Regions from separate parts of the Canis lupus genome. Here region 1 is linked to region 2. The links are chromatin contacts, called in public Hi-C maps. All regions are on one chromosome and are shown on one strand. Each heading gives the region's core, a stretch centred on a gene start, on an enhancer-like site or on the middle of the called end of the contact. The rest is flanking DNA. Distances are from core to core; before and after follow the strand shown.

Region 1 (5,561 bases), core at 2,567-5,066, 220 kb after region 2:
AAAACTAATAAACTTAAAATACCAAAAAAGGTTAATATGCTCAGAGTGGGCATTAATTTTGGCCATGAGGAATGGGGAAAGTTGCTTGTAGACAAGGTCTTAAAGCTGTATGACAACAGGAAGTGTGGCAGAGAGTCCCTACATAAAGAAGCTGTCACTTCCTTCCCTGCTCACACATGCTGCTCCATCCACCAAGAGATGGGGTCCATTTCCCCTCCATTTGAGTATGAGCCAATCTTGTGACTTATGTTGACCAGTAGAATGGGCTAAAGAATACTTAGTTGATTCTAGGCCTACCTTTAAAGATCTCAGCAACTTTCCTTTCCCTCAGGAAGCCAGAAACCATGCTGTAAAGAAGTGGACTAGATTACCAAAGGAGGAGTGCTTGTGGGGAAAGAAGCCACATGAAGGATCACGAAGGTATCATACATGGTCACATGTCTTGTATGTGTAAGTGAAGTCTTGTTGGGCTGTGTAGCCCAGTCTGGCTGCCACCTAGAGGCAGCTGAGTCAGTGACACCAGCCAATGCCTGTGGAGCAGCCAAGCAAGTCCTAACTCAATATCTGACTCACAGGATTGTGAGAAAGAATAAATAATTGTTTTAGCCAGTGTGTACTGAGGTGGTTTGTTACAAGTCATGAGATCTTTCAGAAACGTGGAGTATCCCTCAGTAGCCCCTGAAAGGAACTTAACCTGGTCTATACTCTTGACATGAATTCCAGAATGATGATGAAAGGAAAGTTAATCAACACACAAAAATGTTTCAGAAGGATAGTAGTACTTTCAAAGATGAAGCTTTAGGAGTTACAGTCTCTGCCCATGTTTCTCTTCTGAAACAGTATCTTCTGATCACTGGATAATGGCATTTGCTGAGTCCACTGAAGTGAATCCAAGAAATCTTCATTCAATTCTATTTAAAAAGTACAGACTAGGTCTCTTCTTTGTACCAAATTCTCTCCTAGGAACTGGAGGCACAGTACTGGACATAGGGACAAGGCCTCTGCTCCAATGGAGCACAGATTCCAATAGAGGAGCCTGAGAAGAAATTACAAATATGGTGTTCTAGAAGGCACAAGGAGCAAAAAGTGGGAAGGTTTCAGTGAGGAAGTCCATTATAGGTTGGTACTGGATGAGGAGTAGAATCTGGCAAGCTGCAGGGGTGAAGGGAGGGAGGCGAAGGGGTAGGCGAGGGCCAGGCAGGGGGAGCAAGAGCAACAGAGACTGTCACCCAGCTGAGGAAGAGTGAGACCCAGCTCTCCAGAGCAGAGGCTGTTGTCACACAGTCTTGCACAGGTTTGCCGCACCGTGTGGCCATTCCATGTCCTCCATGTTCTCATTCTCCTTCCAGAATCAAAGCCTATTCAGGAGCTGGAAATGATTGTGTGGGGATATCCTTTCTTTCTAGTTCAGTCCTTTTTCCCTTCCAGATGTAGGTCCTGTCCCAATTCTCTCAGCACCTCAGGTGACTTGGTTTGCCCATTTAGGCGGATCCGTGGGCTCTCTCCACAGCGACCCTATGAGCAGCTGGCTGTTTGGCCTGGTACTTACACTCCCATAGTTTCCCTCAGCTCAGTCTCCTCCTTGAATCAGCACAAGTGGATTCATTCTCATTCTCTCTCTTTCTCTCTGTCTCTCTCATTCCCTTTACACACACACACACACACACAAACACACACACACTGGCGACAGCAATATCTTTTCAAGAGAAGAGTTTGTGCTCTTCTTTTTCTTCATAAACCATTAAGGTTCTCCTCTGGAAAGGTCATAGCTCTCTGGAATTTCTTTTCTCCCAGAGTCATCAAACATGAACTCGACCACTTACCCAAGATTATGAATCAATAGGTCACCTTTCTTATCTGAGATTCAGTTTCATCACTTATAAACCGGTAAAGAAAAAAAAAAACCTGCCCCTCAGAGTTATGATGAGGAATAAATGGATTCATACTCATGAAAATACTATTCAGATGTTATCTCATCACTCTTTCTGGGCAGGGAATCCAAAGTAGCCTGTGTCTGATGACAGCATGAATCATGTTGGAAAGGTTAAAATAACAACTATGAGGTAACACATCAGGCAGATGGAAGCTGATCTCTGTGAAAAGCAGCTTCAGCCTTAGGCAACAATTCTAGATTAGTTAGTGAACATCTAAATGCTAGGGGCACTGGACAGTATGCTTGCTGGGTGGTCAGAATAGCACTGTACAGACAGTGGGAATTTAATGAATATATTCTGCTTCTGTGGCTGTTGATGATGGTGGCAATGATGATGATCCTATCACAGATCATCACATGTATGGAGACTGCTGCACAGAATTGCTGCTGACAATTGCAAAGATTTCGCCATTTTCATAACGATGCTCCCTGAGGTCTTCTCATGTCTAGATTCAATGATGAGTAGGCAATTATTTTTCACTGGTCTGGCTCTACTCTTTGGCTTTCCAATTTATTGCCTGGCTGCAGAGCTAATCAGCAGATATTTGTAGTGGAGTCTTGCTGCTTGGCTGAACACTCGGCCTGACAGCTGGGTCTGGAGGACCACGGGCAATTAGTCACACAGCTTTCTTTCAATGAACCAATTTTCCAGGGACTCATGATGGGCTGATGTCTTCTGAAATAACCTTATGGGTTTGGACAGAGGACAATGGGCCCACATTTCATGATTCAAGACACACGACCACCTTGACGGTAAAAAGTTCCAGGCAAATAACCAGAAGATTTTTAGGAGAAAGCTAGAGGAAACAGGATATCACTGCATCATCAAGTGATACAAACCTGTTGTCTTTTAAGTATCTCTGGTGACATTTAAAGCTCCTGGAGAAAGTACATTGAGTTTTCTCTGCTGCCAGGGCACAAGTTAGTAAGCTACTGCTATATTTCAATAAAGTAACTCATGCTCTGGTGACAGTTCACATCTAGAGGTCAGTTTGATTCCTGCCTAATTTTAAAGTAACTCTTGTTTCTCTAGGGGGTACAGTAGGGCAGCAGTGATAATAAAATAATAATCCCTGGATCAGCCTCCACAAGCAAAGTCACCAGATCCTTAGTTGTGTCTGCTGCCACAGACCGAAAAATAATTATCTTTTTTTTCCCCTGGGCATTGGTGATCTGACACGTCATCAGTAATGGTTAATACCTCTCCCTCCTAACTCTTTCACCCTTATTGGGCTTTCCAGTCTCTGGGAGATGAAGCTGCTTTGTACCTTGACCAACAGGTGGTCTAGGAGTCAGTGAATAGGCTTATGTTCCAGCTCAGTGACGTGGCCTTGGGTGTGACCAGACACCCAGCCCCCTGTGCCAAGGTTGGTTCAAAGTCCCCTTCTTCTCTGTTTACATTCTTGCCCTTGGCTGTCTCACAGCTAAAACTATTAGTCTGCATCAATAATTCAATAGGCATTCAACTAATATTTAGTTACTGCTCACCACATGCCAAGCATCATTCTTAGTGTTTGCTGAAACACACACACACACACACACACACACACACACACACACACAGCTTCTAGTGTCAGGAGAGGGATAATAAACAATTAACAGTAATTTAGTAAGCAAAGAAAATATGCAGGATGTCAGAGGGTGATAAGACCTGGGGAGAAAACAAAACAGGGCAAGGAGAGTCAGTTTGGGGTAGGGTTACTGTCACTTGGAAGTGAAGGGTTGCAGGAGGCCTTACCCAGAAAATGACATTTGAGCAAAGTCCTCCAGCAGGCAGGGGAGTGAACCATCGGGATGAGCGGGATGAGCGGAAGGAGAGGCTCTCAGCAGGAGAAGCAGCCCGGACAGAGGCCCAGGCTGTGGGTGGCCCTGGCTGACTTACAGTGTAGGCCGGAGGCTGGTGCTGCTGGAGCTGGGTCAGAGGGAACGGGGTGCTGGAGGGCGAGGTCTGAGGGTGATGGCAGGGCTTCTGCCCATCAGGTGGGGTCAAGCAGGCTTCTATGAGGACTCGGACTTTTACTCGGAGTGTGGAGGGAGGCCATGGCCAGGCTCTAGCAGAGGCACAAACTGAATGACATTTTAGAAGGATGACGTTGCCTACGGGTCAGGGGTGAGCCGGGGGTGCAAAACCTGAAAACAGCCAAACCAGTTCAGAAGCATCTCTCATAATCAGGACCAAAAGCGCTGGTGGCCCAGACCAGTTAGTGTGGTATGAGAGGAAATGAAACGAAGTGAAATTCAGGATAGTTTTTAAGTCCCGGCCAGCAGGATGGGCAAACACACATCTCCAGTTGGTTTGTCTCACCACCATCAGCCCCATGATTTTAACTCCATCTGGAATGTCATTGTAATGCTCCAAGTATGTCAGGCCCCAACCCCCTCCCACTCTAACCACCTCTCCTCTGAATATTTTTTTTTCCTGGACCTATATAGAATCACATGTAAGTCTTTCTCGCTTTCACATATACTAGTCGATAATTCTAGATTTTTTTCGGCATCACCATTTGAATCCATACTTCCTTTCCAGCCCTACTGCCATAATTGTAGTTAGACTTCTCTATCTCCCTCTAGAAGATTCAATTCCACATGTACGGAGTACCAGTGATGGGCAAGGCCCTGCTGGAAATGCAAGGAGGAGTTGGCTGCAATCCCAGCTCTCCAGGTGGCTGGCTAATAATGAGACGAGACCACAGTGAGATGAGAAGCCTCCAACTGGTCCCACAGCAGCACCCACAGGGCTTAGAGCCCAGCCCCCTGATCGGACCAGGGAGGGGCGGGCACTTGCACCACCCACGAAGGCTGAGCTCGGGAGGAGGGCTGGAGCCACATCTCATCACTATTCCTCCCCAGCTCTGGCTCAGTGCTTGCTTGGGCTGCAGCTTCAAATCCCACAGCCATTTTCCCAGAAAGACAAGTCTCAGTGTAGTGAAAGGATCATAATCTTTGAATCATATACTCAGAACTTGCATCTTGGTTCTACCACCCTTTCACTCTAGGCCTAAAGGAGTTGCTTAATTCGCTCCAAGCAAGACTCCTGGAGTTTAAAGATAATAAATATATGGGGCAGCCCGGGTGGCTCAGCGGTTTAGCACCACCTTCGGCCCAGGGTGTGATCCTGGAGACCCGGGATCAAGTCCCACGTCGGGCTCCCTGCATGGAGCCTGCTTCTCCCTCTGCCTGTGTCTCTGCCTCATTCTCTTTCTGTGTCTCTCATGAATGAATAAATAAAAATCTTTAAAAATAAATAAATAAATAAATAAATAAATAAATAATAAAGATAATAAATATGAAGTGGCCATGTTCATGGAGTCAGCATTTGATAAACAATAATGAATATTGGACGCCAGGTTTTCCCTTCTCCTGATTAACATTTACAATACTATTAGATTCATTTTCCTAAAATACAACTCTTGGATTGTTATATTACTTGCAGGATAATTTACCTTCAAAGAAAAAGCCTCGAGGGTAGAGAATTTAATATGTGTGTGTTTTAATACTCATTATTGAGGTATAGTTGGTACACAAGGTTCTATTAGTCTCAGGTGTACAACATGGTGATTTGACAATTCTATTCAGTACCCAGTGTTCCCCAGGATAAGTACAGTCATCATCCATTACCATAGAATAT
Region 2 (5,007 bases), core at 2,218-4,717:
TCCCTCAATTTTCTGATAGACAAACAGAACCAGAGAGGATAAGTCACTTGCCCCAGGGCATGTGTTAAGTGTCATTCAGACTTCTTGGCCTACACTACACACCCTATCATCAAGTCAGGCTCTGCACCTAGGCTGTCTCTCTGCATTCCAGAGCTATGCCCCAGTGCTCTGAGATGGGCTTCTGGATGCTCTGACAGACCTGCTGCTGACCACACCCTCCTTCACAAATTAGGGTTTGTGGTCCATGTCATTTAGAGTCCCACACAACAGCTTTTAGCAGTTTGGGATATCCTGTAGTCTTTTGGTGGCTGTCTGTTTAGCAGGCCTTAGCCACTGGAAGCATCTTTTTTCATCCCAGTTTGCAAGTACATTCTAAGCAGTAAGCCTGAGTTGTCTGTATTAAGCCAGGAGTCCTTCTGTAATACAATTTCTCTTAGGTATGCTCTTCTCCTTCCATCCAGCCAATTCAAATCTCCTCTCTTCTCAAACAGAACTATGCATCCTCTACTAATTCAGTTCATTCTGTTTGCCCCCAAATTCATTCCTATCTTTTAATCCCTAACTCTCAGGCTATCTCTACCTCTTGCAGGGGAGCACTAACATTTCCTTGCTTGCAAAATCAAGTTCTTTTCCTTTTAATCCTCTATTTCCACTGTAGAGATTTTATTACTATTCACAATTCTGACAATTGCTAATATCTATAAAAATCCCATATAAATCCATTCCTCTACTCCCTAAACGTCACAACTAAAAATCTTCCTATACCACTACCATCTTGCCAACATCTTCCACCATCCCTGACTTATTCAACTAATTAATCCTTTCCTCAGATCACACCAGGCCTTCCTGGGTCCATGTTTATCTCTTATTAACACATTTTACAGGGCAGAGATAAACCAACTATCTTACAACTAACCATAAAACTTAAAGATCTCTTCTTCCATAAAATTTTCATAATTCTGAACCAACTCCTCTATTCTGTATCAAATTAATTACAATTCTATGGAGAAACTTCTTTTCTGGATTGCTGTTACCTGTCCATCCATCTATCTTCTCTATCACTGACTGCCTACTAAGTGCTAGGTGGTGACAAATTGTTTCATTCCATGAAACTTACTGTCTCAGAAAGCAGATCGATTCTAACACCAGTTTCTTTTAACTCCATCACTTCCATTACTATAATTTAAATTACCTTTTATTACCCTCACCAAAAATACCTTTCTCCCATTTAAAATTCCCCAATGTCCTCAATCATCTATCTGGTCAAGGGTTTCCCTGCCCTTCAGGTTCTGATGCCTTTTTTTAGTTTCTATTGGTTTCAGCTCATTCATATCTAAATAATCTTGTATGTCACTTCATTTGACCCCATTCCTAACATCATAGATCTATTATATCTACTACCTAGGATAGCCCTTCTTGCCTAAAGAAGTGCCATACCACATCTACCAAACTGCTCAAATAGAAAACAAACACACAGAATTCTAGTGCTAAATGGGTCTAGGAACCACCTGGTCCAACCCTTCATCTTCCGGATAAGGAAAAGTGAGGCTCAGAGAGGTATGCCGGCTTGTCCAAAGACACAAGTCAGAAACTATGAGTGCTGAAGCAAGGATACAGGTCTCAAACTCCAAGACAAGACCAATTTTATTTTACTACGTCACTTTACCTTGCTGAAACCTCGTTTTCCCTTTTTCTCTTTTGCTATGTCTTAGTATCCTCTTCACTAAAGTGTGTTACCTGCAGGCACATATTCATTTAAACGAACACAGACACAAGGGGTGTCTGGTTGGCTTAGTCAGTAGGGCATGAGACTCTTCATTTCGGGGTTCTAAGTTTGAGCCCCATGTTGGGTATAGATTACCTAAAAATAAAATCTTACAAAAATAAATAAACACACACACACCCACAACCTATATTCCTTACCCTAGGAGAACATAAGAATCACAGCACTGCAATTTTTAAAAAGACAAAAGGAACCTCAGGGGTCACCTAAACCAGTTAACTGTCAGAAGTTAAAAATTACAAGCACATTTTTTTTCAATCTATAGGACTACACAACATGTAGCTTTCCACATCCCACCCCTTCTCTCACCCTGAAAACCAGGGCCTTATAGAGCCATTATTTTATTCTTCAATTGTGCTCAGGGTATGGGAAAGAGGATTAAGAACCAGTGACCTAATCCAACGCTCTCATTTGCTAGCTGAGAAATCCCAAGTCCAGAGAGCCCAAAGGAATTTGCCCAAAGTGCCAGCTAGTTAACAGCAGCTCTAGGACAAAAAAATAAAAGAGAGAGAGGTCTCCCATTACTCACACAGGTGTGTTTTTACACTGCTGGCATGGATTCATAAAACAAAGTCGTCAGGACAGAGTTTCTCCCTGCACAAGAACCTTCCTAAGTACCCAGCTGCCCTTGGCCAGTTTGGGGCCTGGAAAGAAACACGTAGACATCTCTTATCAGTCAATTCCTAGCTATCCAGGAGGCAGAGAAGACAAGCTTTTCAGGTCTGTCTCTAAGGAAAGACTCCTTTAACGGGAGCTGGTAATCTGATTTTCAGAGCTAGGAGAAGCATCAGAGGCAACCAACACTTTCATTTTACAGATACGCAAGGTGTGCTATAGCAGAAGGTAATGGACCTGGGCAAGGTCACACAGGGAGTCGGTGGCAAGGTAAGACTAGAACTTGAGGCTCCTGAACCCAGGCCTGGCCGCCTCTCAAAGCTGTATTCCCTGCGTCTTGCCAAGGGACATCCCCTCAGCACGCTGACTACAGATCTTCCTCAACATATCGGCTTAAACACTGACAGCGTTAACACTGTAGAATTCGTGGCGCCCCGGGTGGGAGGGTGTCCCATGAATTGCCCAGGCCAACCCCCCACCCCGCCCCCATTCTGGGGAAACCTAAACCCAGAGAGGATTCTATATGCTAGAATCTTCGGCCAGGTCTGGACGAGGTAAGCAAACCCCGCAACCAGGGCCTACAAGGCCAACACCCACACACCCAATCTCTGCTCTCCCGGCAGATCGAGGCCCGAAAGGGGCCAGAGACCGAGAGTCCAGGCTGTCGGGAGCCCGGGAGCCCGGGAGCCCGGGAGCCCCCAGACGGCCTCCTCCCCGCCCCTGCCGTCCCCGCCGCCCACACACACACCTACACCCACGGCTCTGCGGCCTGCCGCTGGTCCCCGGGCCCACTCGGCCGCCACCTCACCTAAGCCGGCCCTCTGTCTGTTATTGTGGTTGAGAGGGTGGGAGAAGCGCGACCGACACTTCCCGCGGCCCCCACCGCCGCGGCGCTTCCGCTTCCGCCGCCGCTCGGGCATTTCCGGAGGGTTGCCTTCCGGGGCTGGGCTCGCTCCCGGTGTCCATGTTGGGTGTGGGACGCAGGCTTCGAGTCACGGCAGCCATGTTGAGCGTGGCGGTTTGATGGGGGCGGGGGGAGTGGGGGCGGGTGGGGCCCGTCCCTGTTTCCGGGAGGGCGTCGGCGCGCCGGAAGCGCCTGGAGTCTGACGCTGGGGAGGCAGGTGCTCGCTTCGCAGGTGTTGGGCGGCCTTGGGTAAGCTTTTGGAGTCAAAGGACTGCGTTCCAGTAGGGACTTTGCCAGAATTCGTTTCGTTTAGCTAAAAGAAGACTTTTTTTACTTTTTTTTTTTTTTGGGGGGGGGGGGGCCTTCCTATTCCTTCCTCGAGGCCGAAGCTGGTCTTCCCGCTTTCCCCACTATGCTTTGGTCTCATAGGTTTCAGCTTATCTTGGCAGCTTATCAGAGTTCTAGCTGTGCCATTCCACGTCTCACACCACGTGTCTCGAGTTAGGGCTCTGGGAAGAAAAGGCAACAAGACCTCATCATAGTTATATACTGTTCATCTTAACGCCCGCCTTCACGTCACCTTACTCCTCTAAGTGAGAATGACATCCCCTTCCCGTGTCCGTTCCTTTCCTCGATTTCTTCCGTATTTGAACTTAAACAAACAATAAACACCGTGGCTTTTTCTGTTTTCCGGATTGTTTAGAAAAACAAATAGGAATTCTATACGCAAGTGTCTGGCACTGAGCCTGGCATAGATACAAGGGACTTATCTGGGTGCAAATGGGTCAAGTCTTTAAATCAGTATATTACTGAATTTCATTAGCCTTCCTCCTTTGGTAAAAATGTACTATGGTGGGACCAGAAATACAAATGAGATGTGTTTCCTACTTCAAATTTAGAGAGAGAAACAAAGTATGTATCTTTTAAGATTTTGTTTATTTATTCATGAGAGACACACACAGATAGAGGCAGAGACACAGGCAGAGGGAGAAGCAGGCTCCATGCAGGGAGCCCGACGTGGGACTCGATCCCGGGTCTCCAGGGTCACGCCCTGGGCTGAAGGCAGAGGCTTAACCACTGAGCCAGCTGGTGTCCCAACAAAAGGATATCCACAAACATTGTAATAAATGCTGAATCAAGATGGTTTCTGAGTGATATATGCCTGCTGTGTATAAATAGACTTAACTAGTTTTAACAATCTTTTTCTTTTTTTTAGATTTTATTTATTTATTCATGAGAGACAGAGAGAGAGAGAGGCAGAGGGAGAAACAGGCTCCACCCAGGGAGCCTGACGTGGGACTCGAACCCGGGTCTCCAGGATCACGCCCTGGGCTGAAGGCGGCACTAATCTGCTAAGCCACCCGGGCTGCCCTAGTTTTAATATTCTTTTACTCAGATTTTATTTATTCATTTGTAAGGGGGAGGGGAGAGGGGAGACAGAGAAGTAGAGGAGGAAGAATAAGCAGACTCCCTGATGAGTGCAGAGCCCTACACAAGACTCACTCTCAGAACCCGAAGATTATGATCTGAGCCGAAATCAAGAGTTGGACGCTTAACTGACTGAACCACCCAGGCGCCCCAGTTTTAACATTTTAAGGTAGAATGTGTGCATCCCTTTACCTCTGAGATTTTTTTGTTCCTTCGTGATGTGGGTTTTTATTAGAGTCCTGAGCTAGTGTTCCCTGCTCTCATACAGTGGCATCAT

The links. Hi-C and Micro-C count contacts between places; a contact is called where the count stands out from the background.
Region 1: a Hi-C map of skin fibroblasts shows a contact between it and region 2, with 3 times the contacts expected there. The contact joins the enhancer-like site here to the promoter of LOC106558737 in region 2. A contact is called at or near these places in 3 of 9 Hi-C or Micro-C datasets (amygdala, skin fibroblasts and tumor fibroblasts).

Annotation. Positions count from the first base shown.
Region 1 is chr4:61,549,850-61,555,410 of UU_Cfam_GSD_1.0, forward strand. No RefSeq gene overlaps it. Among named protein-coding and RNA genes, the nearest start is that of CSPG4B, 23 kb to the right of the region's middle. Within about 2 kb of position 3,817, at least 4 of the 20 cell types and tissues checked have an H3K27ac peak or open chromatin away from gene starts, as enhancers often do.
Region 2 is chr4:61,327,220-61,332,226 of UU_Cfam_GSD_1.0, forward strand. It overlaps LOC106558737 (sperm-associated acrosin inhibitor-like), which reads left to right and starts at 3,468. Exons shown (of 6, transcript XM_038535104.1): 1 at 3,468-3,551. It overlaps FBXO38 (F-box only protein 38), which reads right to left and starts at 3,332. Exons shown (of 22, transcript XM_038535096.1): 1 at 3,207-3,332.